3 separate regions of the Mus musculus genome follow, and regions 2 and 3 are each linked to region 1. Evidence: chromatin contacts called from public HiChIP or PLAC-seq data. All regions are on one chromosome and are shown on one strand. Each heading gives the region's core, a stretch centred on a gene start, on an enhancer-like site or on the middle of the called end of the contact. The rest is flanking DNA. Distances are from core to core; before and after follow the strand shown.

Region 1 (3,178 bases), core at 331-2,830:
AACCTTTAGCACTGTTTGTCATGGAAAAGAGAAAGGACTATGATCATTTATGAGAAAGCCGATGACCTAACAGCTAAATTTTGTTATTTAAACACCAGATTACCTAGGATCCAATAAAACAGAACTGTGTTCTAATCAAGACTTTTGTCTTACAGTAGTAACAAAAATACTAAAATTTCTCAAAGGTACACTAGCCTTAAAAATGACACTTATTATAACACTATGCGTTCTTAATTTTACATAGTGCCTTAGGAGATCATTTCATTTTTAAGTCTATGTTAAGATAAATTCTAAGGAATGCCCAGAGTTGCTTTAGCTTAGAGTCCAGTTATGATTAATGTAGCCTTGTCCTTCCATGTGAGGTCCAGAGCTTTACTGTGGTTATAAGGTGCATGAATGTTAGCAGTTAGTAATCCCTAACAATTTTCTATAATCTTTCCAACCAGGAGAAATAGCAATTATAAATCACTCATTAAATTAATAAACATAGTTGAATCCTTATGAAAAGCAGTTGAATAGTGATAATACTCCACAAATGATCCAGCACATTTACTAAGGATTCATTCATAGATGCATGTGTTTTGAGAATCAGTTTATGAACACTCTAGACATACTCAAAGATATTTACAAATTCCCAAGAAAGATCTGGTTCTATAGGGTTCTGGCCAATTTTATAAACTATTTATCAGTTACAGTCAACTTGTAAGCCATCTTTAGACATCTTCCTTCCTTTGTTTCCTGGTTTCATCTTTGTCCCTGGAGAACAGTGGAGGGAAGAAACCTGATGGCCAGTATTCTACTCATTAGTCATCACTCCGCAATGAAACATTTGGCCAGTTTTTAAAATACCCTGTCAGGAAGAATAACATGTCTTCTTCTTTAGTACTAACTGTGGCATCTCCTTTTACACTGTAAAACATGTGAACTTATCTATCTACTTGGTGTTGATATTTACAAACATAAAGTTATGAAAATGTCAACAAACCCATTCTGGGAAATAGTGACTTGTTCTGCTTGCTGTCAAAGCCTCCTGCTGTTTCTCTGGATTGCCCATGGATGCCGCACTCAGACTTCTGGGTTGCTTTGCTGTAGTATCACATTGCAAACACAGACATTGTTCACCCTGTAGCTGGCTTGGTATTCCAGCCAGAGCTCGCCTACTCACTGGCTGAGTATCTGCATTGTAGATTATTTTTCTTTTCCCAAATGTATTGTTACTATTAGTCTGCATTTTTCGAAGATGAATCTTATTCTGTTATCAGCCTTTAAGTGAAAATACTTGAGGCTTATATGTGTTTTTCTAATTTGTGTTTTAGTGTCCTTTACAGTGTCATCTGCAAAAGCCATTTGTTTCCTCAAGAGGATGCCCTTCTTAACATCATTAAAGAAAAATACTAAATAGAAAACATTCCAATAATGTTTCTTTCAGATTTAGCCTATACCTCCCATTACTGCTCAGCTGGCATATGCCTCCCCCTTCTTTTATTATGACCCTGGGACTAACTTCTAGTCCATGAGATAACAGAATACATATAGCGGCCTCATAGGTCTCATGAGTCAATACTGAGGTAAAGTACAAATCACACACTGGCTCTCACACGTGCTTCCTCACTAACAGTGAGTGTGGCATGTTTAGGAACACATCTCTCCTTGCCAGAGCCTTAGGCCTTACCAAACACTAAGCTTGTACTGTTTCCAGTGAAATGCTTACTCCGAGACTATAACACTCACCAGCGTTTATACAACTCGAGGCATCCTTAAGTCAAGGCAAAGGACCTCGCCATGTTACAGTGACACATGACATACTGGCTGCTCATCTGTGGTCTGTCAGTCTTCCCTTCGAAGGCTCTGAGGCACTATCTCATTCTTTCTGTGCTAACAGACCTGTTTGATGATGAGACATCTAAATGGGTTTCTTCTAAATTATTAAGTCGAAATATTTTGAAACTGCATTTTTATTTAACATAGACAGTCTGAAGGTGGTAGCTTCATACTTTCTGTCCCTCTACAAAACCTTCGTCTTTTATTCCTTAAGGACCTAGACATAATCTTAGGTCCTAATGTCTTCATAGTACTTGGTGCATCAATAATTGATTATTAAATCGATGGCTTGAAACATGGGTATTATGTTCACTGGCCCTTGTCTCCTGAAGGAAGAGGTCAGTGTGGTTTTGTTCATCCCTGGATGCTCAGCATGAACTCAGGCCTGCCTCGTGGGAACCTAATCAACACACATTGTTGCTAGCTGATGCAAGAGACGTGTATGTAGAGAGAGTTTAGCCAATGTTCTAATTCTAGACAGAACTGCACTTACATTGGTCCCTACAGGACTTTTTTTCAGACTATACTAGGAAGTCAAAATCTAAATACATTCACAAATACTAAGAGTGCTAGGATTCTCTGCACAGAAGAAAAAACTGAAGACGTGGGCGTCTGAAGAACTCAGTGTCTATATTCTTAAGAGTCCCATCAATTTCTCTCACAACTTCTGTTTCTGATAAATATGATGGCACCCAAGAACAGAGAAGTTCCCTATAAGAGAACACTCTCCTGCAAGTGGAATCAGCATGGCATTTACAATGTTCTAAAACTCCAATGGATTCTCATCATGCCTGTTTATGTCAAGTCATCTACTGATAAATAGTGTAGATATCACCACTGCTACCATCCTGACAGTATTTTGTGAAACTTTAGCCTTAAGCTAGTATGGCTGACTCTTTCTTTGTATCTTACTTAGCCCCTGGGTTTCCCTATCATGTGTAGCTAAGCATATTCTTGTGTTCATGGTTTTATCTTCCTGGTTCTCAAAGTTACTCTGGCTCCTTCTTAGCTTTCACACTACCCAAAGATTCCTGCTCAGCTTATAGAACATGTACCTAGATGCACTACTGAACAGAGGTTTTTGTTTTCTTTTGTTTCTATTTTTGTGTTGTTGTTGTTGTTGTTGTTGGTTTTTTGTTTGTTTGTTTTTTATGTTTGTTTCACTTCGTGCAGTGGAGGTGCTATTCTGGGGAGGCACATCACCATCTTCATCCTCATATCCAGATCCTAACTTTTAGTGTTTGTGTGTGTATTTATAAGAAGGCATAAGGATGGGTATACGCTACAAAACTAGGTAGAAGATCATGGGATCAAGAGGAGTAAGAAAGGGCAGGGGTCAGGGTAAGGGTAGATGTGT
Region 2 (3,178 bases), core at 266-2,765, 210 kb before region 1:
ATTATAAAATATGAATGACAGAAGCAAACTAGTCCAGCTCTCCATTCTAGATAATACATGTATTATTATATGCAATAAAGGCAAGATGTATTGAAGGTATTAGAAATATAAAACATGTCAATTAAATATGTCTTCTATGTTTTGACAGTGGTTTTTTAAATTGTAGGTTTTTATATGTAATAAAGTCAATTTTATATACAACCCAAGTGATCAGAGTGTGACCTCATCTGAACTTCAAGATCTTCTGGGATTTGTGACCTTAGCAAAAACGTCTTGGTCCCTTAACGTAGCTCCTTCTTCAGGCGATTATTTCATTTCAACATGCGAGTCTTTTGCTCTTTGCAGAAAAACATGAAAGGGACTTTCATCTCTCTGGCCAGAGAGTTTGACCACCTACTAAGAATCCTAACTCCACCTGTCTAGTATTAGCAGTTCTCACCCTCTCGTTAATGTGCACTGGGTACTGCGTGCAGATGCAAGATGTCAATTCCAGAATTCACAGATCAGTTAATTCATTACTTCTTAGAGCCCCGTGTCTTAGTGTGTCATGTGCATTCAAACAGAAGTGGGAATTTTATTAAGTGAGTTACTTTGTTGATGCTGTAAAACACTTAAGGGAGACAGGATTCATCTTGGTTTACAGTCTAGAATATACTCTGTTGTGGTGGGACAGGCGGAACAACAGGAAAAAGTTGTGGATGTGGAAGTGAGATCATATACTGCCTGGCTTACATCTCAGTGGATGCACATAGGATGGATTCTAGGGCTCATCTCTCGTTCTCCTTTTCCCTCATTCATTATCTCCAAGTTTGGAGCAAAATATGGCCACCAATAACCCCTATCGGGTCAGCTAAGGTTTGTTTCCCAATAAGAAGATTCCCTACCCAGTACATAAGAAGAGAAAACCTCCCTTGCATCTCAGTACTTGGATCTTTGAAATTTAATAAGGCTTCTCATTCCCAGAGGCCATCTCCAGAGAAAACACAAACCCTAGACATCATCTCTGTTCCTAAGAGATTGACAGTTGCCATGGGGATGGGATGGGGTGCTGTCCTCTGGTGCTCCATGATTTCATCCCAACAGAGCTCCTGCTGAGCCCTAAGTGCCTGCTAAGATTTTTATAGAGGTCCATCAGCTGGGCCTCACAGAGGAAATGCTGGGTCCCTGTGCACTGGAGCCAGGGACATGATTTATTCAGAACTTACTGAGTGATTCTCACTTCCTTGCTTCCTTCACGGAAAAACACAAAAATTCTGATTCTGTTATAACGCCAGGCTCCTGGTTTCAGTCATAATTCTTATGTGGATTTCAATGGCTTATAATTAAAAGTAGAGAGCACTCCAACAACCCTTCAGATGATCAAGCACCAAAGGACCAGTGGATGCATCTAAATGCAGCCTGACTCCAAATGGTAAGCTTTAGATTTTTGCTTTTTATCCCTCTGTGGCCATAAACAGAGAAAGCAGCTCAGGCTGGCTTCAACAGGATCTTAGTCATGACTCAGCCAGTGCTGGGAATTTCAGCTGAGAATACAGCAAGTCCATCAGCTATTTCACAGACTAATGAGAAATCTGACTCTGTTCCTGGACAGAAACAGCTCTCAAAGACAGCATGGCCATGCTGCATAGGAGAGAGCGGTAGACTGCGGCAGGCAGCCAGGAGCTACCTGATACACAATCCATGGTCAGATTCATATTGATTTTGTATTGGAGAGGGGCAGGGGTGAGCATCCTGTGATGCAGACGACTCATCTCGAGAGGATTTGAAGGAGTCCAGGGGAGCCTTGAGCCCATCCATCATCATCATCATCAAGTCAGGAAATAGGAAAATTGGACTAATGTTAAGTCCTTAAATAGATTCAGCAATATCCGTCCTGGACCATAGGCAGAATTTCAGCTTCCATCTTCAAAGTCAGTGTCTCAGCTAGGCATGCCTTTCTCCCCTCCCCCACCCTTTTTTTTTTTTTTTTAACGTTTAGATAGGATGTCACTGTTTAGCTCAGACTGGCCACAAAGCTAACATCCTTCTGCCCTACTCTCCCAAGTGCTGAGATTGCAGGTATGTGACAGAACGTGTACCATATGACACACGTTATAAAAAATATAGTGGAAATTAGTTAGAACATTTAGGACATATAAATAACAACATCACATCTAGCACTAACAGAAGAAGAGAACAAACCACTAACTTGAAGGTTGTCCATGCTAACTCACATGTTTTGCCCCCGACTCTTAGAAACAAACTCTATGCTTAATCACACATTTTCTATTCAGAGGCATTTTGGGGCAAAATAGTACATAGTATTGACTTAAATAAAAGCACATTATATAAATATAAATAAACTGAACTTTGTACATTTTCTGTAATGTATTCTTCCTGCTCAAATCATCAATAGCCAAGTGGCTCACCCACACTGATAGAACAGAAGGAATTTTTTGTTCTCATTACTAGTTAGTATTTATTGATCTATTCTCTTGCCAGATAAATGTTTATCGTTTGCGTTGGTTAAAGAATGTATGATATTTGTGAGGGGAAAAAAATCTTTAGAATATGCTCTCAGCTTTTTGTATTGCTCTTGAAACTAGTTACACTAAAACATTTTCTGATCGGCAATACTGGGGTCCTCACAACTCTGTGTCTTTGGTAATGCCTGCCAGTGACAACCCATCGCAGTTTTGTCTGCTGGGCTCTTTGGCTAGGTTTTAATACCAACTTCTCTGGTTCCTTGTACATTAAATAAGTCACTGCTTCTCTTTTATTTTCAATTTAATTTGAAATTTTCTCCCTTTCTTACATTAAAACTTTTCTCTATTTCCCCCCTCCCTCACTCTCTCCCTCTCTCTCTCCCCACTCTCTCTCTCATACATACACTCAGAGGGGGAAAAGAGAGGGGGGGGAGATTTTTCCATTGACACATATACTCACTTGGAAGACTAATAAATGCATTCCCAATGTATTGTAATGTGCCCAGTGACACATTTATGGTTTGAATAAATAAAGTTACATCTGATTCAGTTCTGAATTCACCAAGTTCCTGATGAGAAGTCACCAGTGAATGGAACTGTCTCCGGGCACTTTTTACTAGCCATTCGCCCTGCATATCGCTGCTTGAGGAGTGCTATTTCCACTTAGAACTTCCCATGCCTTCTCACTTCTAAGAAGAACAGTGTCAAGGTTC
Region 3 (3,178 bases), core at 291-2,790, 130 kb after region 1:
TGAACCGTGCTCTCACATATCCCTGAGTGTATCATTTGCATCCAACTCCATCTCCTCTGTGCAGTCCTGGTTTAGATATCACACAGGTAGATGCTCGCCATTTCCACCTGCTGGTGAAGAAATTGCAGCTTGATCTTTCATGTGTGCAGTTTCTGATGACTACTACTGAACTTAGCACAATTTTTTCCATGAAGCCACATGTGCCAGGCTTGAAGGAGATGGAAAAAGAGGGGAAGGGGACAGTAAACTGAGAATCAGTAAAGGTCATATAAATTTCACTTCATAGCAGCTACAATAATTTTTAAATTATTATAATGAACTATAAAAGTCGAATCACATCTCCATCTACAAGAGATTTATAACACTGGCCGTTTCTCCATGGGAAAAAATGCATGTGAATTTACAGATAAGAGCAATTTTCATACTTAAAATTGGTGTTGTTATGCTTGTTGCAATTACCCAGCCTTCTCTTCTCTATAGCTTGAAGCCACGAGCCTCCTGCGTTGCCAACCCGGGATTATAGGTATGTACTGAACAACTCACCTCACAACTAGAACTGCTCAAAACATCCAGTAGTTCACTTAGAATAAATGCATGAAGATACTATTACAGTATTCCTCAAAGCAACTTCAAAGCAAAAGAAATGGTGTTAAATAAGTTCCTCTTTGTACTTTCAACAATAAATCCCCTTAGAATGGTAATAGCTTATTGAACATCTGTTATGTGCCAGGCTCAGGTCTAAGCTTTATACTCATTGCCTCTTGTTACATAACAAATCTCTGGGCTGGAGTGTTACTATCCTTATACCAAGATGAAGAAATGGCAACCGAGAAAAAGAGCAACTTGCTTGTCATCACACAGCTGCCACTCTGAAGCCTCATCCCTCCCGATCCCCGAACTGAACATACAAACCGGACCCTAGAGCCCTTGCTTTTAATGACCAAGCATGAAAACCATTCTTTGCAAAACTTCATATTTTATGGTTAAAAAAAATGTCCTCAAGATTGAATTAAAGGATTTAATAATATTTTTCCCCAAGAATTCTGGACTATAACACGTGATAGATCATTTCTGTACTCACTTCAAACACAAAAGAGAATCTGGGAGCAAAGGAGATCTGCACAATTCCTGCATTTTCTCAGCAACCTTGATGATTTATGGGAAAATAAAAGAAAGTGGAATACTTGAAATTGCTATGATAAAAATGAAAAATGCTTTAGACTGCGTGGTTGCCCATCTGTCATACATACCTCATGCCACAAGGGCCAAAGAGCTCTCTCTTATGCTGTGCTCACTGAAATGCGAGAACCCCTCAGTGAGGACACAGGAATAAAAGAGTCCTAACAGATCAATGTCATGCTGCCAAGGTGTAAAGGCAACACGCCATGACAACACGCTGGATGAAGTCCTGGCCAGGTTGCCAACAGCTTCGGATGAGTGTTCAACAGGCCTGGCTAATTAGGGCTGTGGCCACAGCTGTCCCCAATTAGAGACCCTCTGGCTCAGCTCAATGAAGACATCTCAGACCTCTGGGCAGGCTGTCTACTTGGGATGCATGCCCCAGGGATGAGTTCACCTAAGGGTGCCTAGCAAATCTCTGTTGATGTAAGCTTTAAAACTCTTTAACGTTTCTGTGGTCAAAGCAAGATTTTATTCTTTATTTGTTATAGACCTGTGACCTAGCCTTAAAAATATGACAGAAGATGTAGTTAGCAAATTATTGTCATATTTGGGCTTTTTCTTTCTTTTCTTGTAATTGCTGCTGCTGCTGCCTCTTCTTCTCCTTCTCCTTCTCCTTCCTCCTCCTCTTCATCCTCCTCTTTCTCTTCCTCCTCTTTCTCTTCCTCCTCCTCTTTCTCTTCCTCCTGCTCTTTCTCTTCCTTCTCCGCCTTTTTCTCTTCCTCCTTCTCTTTCTCTTCCTCCTCTCTCTCCTCCTCCTCCTTTTCCTCTTCTTCCTCCCGTTCTTCCCTCCCCCTTTCTCTTTCTGCAAGTTCTGATGCACTTCTTACTTGAAAGCCAGGTAAACATGACATCATTGTGCTAAGATTTATCTCCTTTATATTCATTCCAGTACATTACTGGGATTTGGGGGTGGTAATTTTTTACCATTTTAGCTACTTTTTTGTTGTTCAATACAAATGATGGTTAGTTAATTGATGTCACTACAATATTCCTTTTTACAATTGAAAGGGGGAGGCTTTCTATTCACTTTCTGAGTGTTTAAAGATTGTTTGGCCTCCCACCATTACCAATGGCCCTCAGAGAGCTGAACAGAGAGGAGCCTGACCATTTTACGTCTACCTCCACGGGAAAGTCCAGAGGGACAAAGCTTCTTAAATAGAAATTCTTAAGGATGAGGGTTGAAGAGGTGTCAATTATTTTAAAAAGCCACTAAAACAGACAAAAGGAACAATATCCAAAGATGGTGGGATCCTAAGGGACAAGAGTGGGAAGCAACTGGGGTCTTTAGAGAACCAAGTCTTTTTTTTTTTTTTTTTAATAGATTTACAGAACACTGTAATTCATGGAGAACTTTTGGCATTCTAAGCAAACAGTTTTAGAATAAAACGGGAAATGAAGTTTTGCATAACAAGTATGATTTGGAAAGCGCTTATTCTGGAAGGCTATACGGGAAAGTGAATCAGGAAGCCTCTGACGGGGTGGGGAGGTGAAGAAATTGACAGTTGCAGGCTTCGGGACCAGCCAGCCAGACCCAGGTTTCAGTTCTTCATCTCTTAGCGAAGGCTCTGTGACTGCACAGGTGCTTTACAGGATGTCACCTTCTCATGTTGATCTGCAGAGTGGGTTTACCAAACACACGCTGAGGGCAAGAACTCAGAGGCTGTGTCCTGCCTGGAATGGGGTGCTTCCAGCCTACAGTTAGCGCTGCTGAGGGTACTTGGCTTCCTTTAGAAGCCTGAGGGCCAGCATAGTGCAAAGCTTGTCTTGTCAGTAAGAATCCTCGTGTCCCATCCCTGGTTCCATGCGCAAAAGAAATAGCAGATTTGCAGAGATTAACTAAATTAATGGAGAAAACTGTTGGTCTGTGAATTTCCTCTAGTAGAATTTAAAATATAGACTTCAGGCTTAGCTGCTTAAAGCTACATTCTGAGAGGGCGACCTTCACCTCGAGTGGCCTGAGAGTACCCGGGTGGCATTTGTATGTTGCTATGATTTA

Evidence for each region. HiChIP or PLAC-seq counts read pairs in DNA pulled down with a chosen protein or histone mark.
Region 2: a CTCF HiChIP or PLAC-seq map of the NIH/3T3 cell line shows a contact between it and region 1, with 10 read pairs. The contact joins two enhancer-like sites. A contact is called at or near these places in 1 of 15 datasets of contacts at CTCF or cohesin (the NIH/3T3 cell line), 1 of 484 Hi-C or Micro-C datasets (the Ba/F3 cell line) and 1 of 9 other capture datasets (adipose tissue).
Region 3: a contact with region 1 is called in an H3K27ac HiChIP or PLAC-seq map of embryonic fibroblasts, with 18 read pairs. The contact joins two enhancer-like sites. A contact is called at or near these places in 1 of 15 datasets of contacts at CTCF or cohesin (the NIH/3T3 cell line), 7 of 484 Hi-C or Micro-C datasets (the AML12 cell line, adipose-derived mesenchymal stem cells, cerebral cortex and 4 more), 2 of 115 datasets of contacts at active chromatin or transcription factors (bone marrow-derived dendritic cells and embryonic fibroblasts) and 1 of 9 other capture datasets (pancreatic islet).

Annotation. Positions count from the first base shown.
Region 1 is chr8:31,841,256-31,844,433 of GRCm38.p6, forward strand. The region is part of intron 2 of Nrg1 (neuregulin 1); the gene reads right to left. Among named protein-coding and RNA genes, the nearest start is that of Nrg1, 76 kb to the right of the region's middle. Within about 2 kb of position 1,581, at least 32 of the 459 cell types and tissues checked have an H3K27ac peak or open chromatin away from gene starts, as enhancers often do. A contact at or near this core is called in the NIH/3T3 cell line, adipose-derived mesenchymal stem cells and embryonic fibroblasts, where this site is marked.
Region 2 is chr8:31,626,831-31,630,008 of GRCm38.p6, forward strand. No RefSeq gene overlaps it. Among named protein-coding and RNA genes, the nearest start is that of 7420700N18Rik, 260 kb to the left of the region's middle. Within about 2 kb of position 1,516, at least 25 of the 459 cell types and tissues checked have an H3K27ac peak or open chromatin away from gene starts, as enhancers often do. A contact at or near this core is called in the NIH/3T3 cell line, where this site is marked.
Region 3 is chr8:31,974,486-31,977,663 of GRCm38.p6, forward strand. It overlaps a transcript of Nrg1 not described here. Among named protein-coding and RNA genes, the nearest start is that of Gm26578, 34 kb to the right of the region's middle. Within about 2 kb of position 1,541, at least 29 of the 459 cell types and tissues checked have an H3K27ac peak or open chromatin away from gene starts, as enhancers often do. A contact at or near this core is called in the NIH/3T3 cell line, adipose-derived mesenchymal stem cells and embryonic fibroblasts, where this site is marked.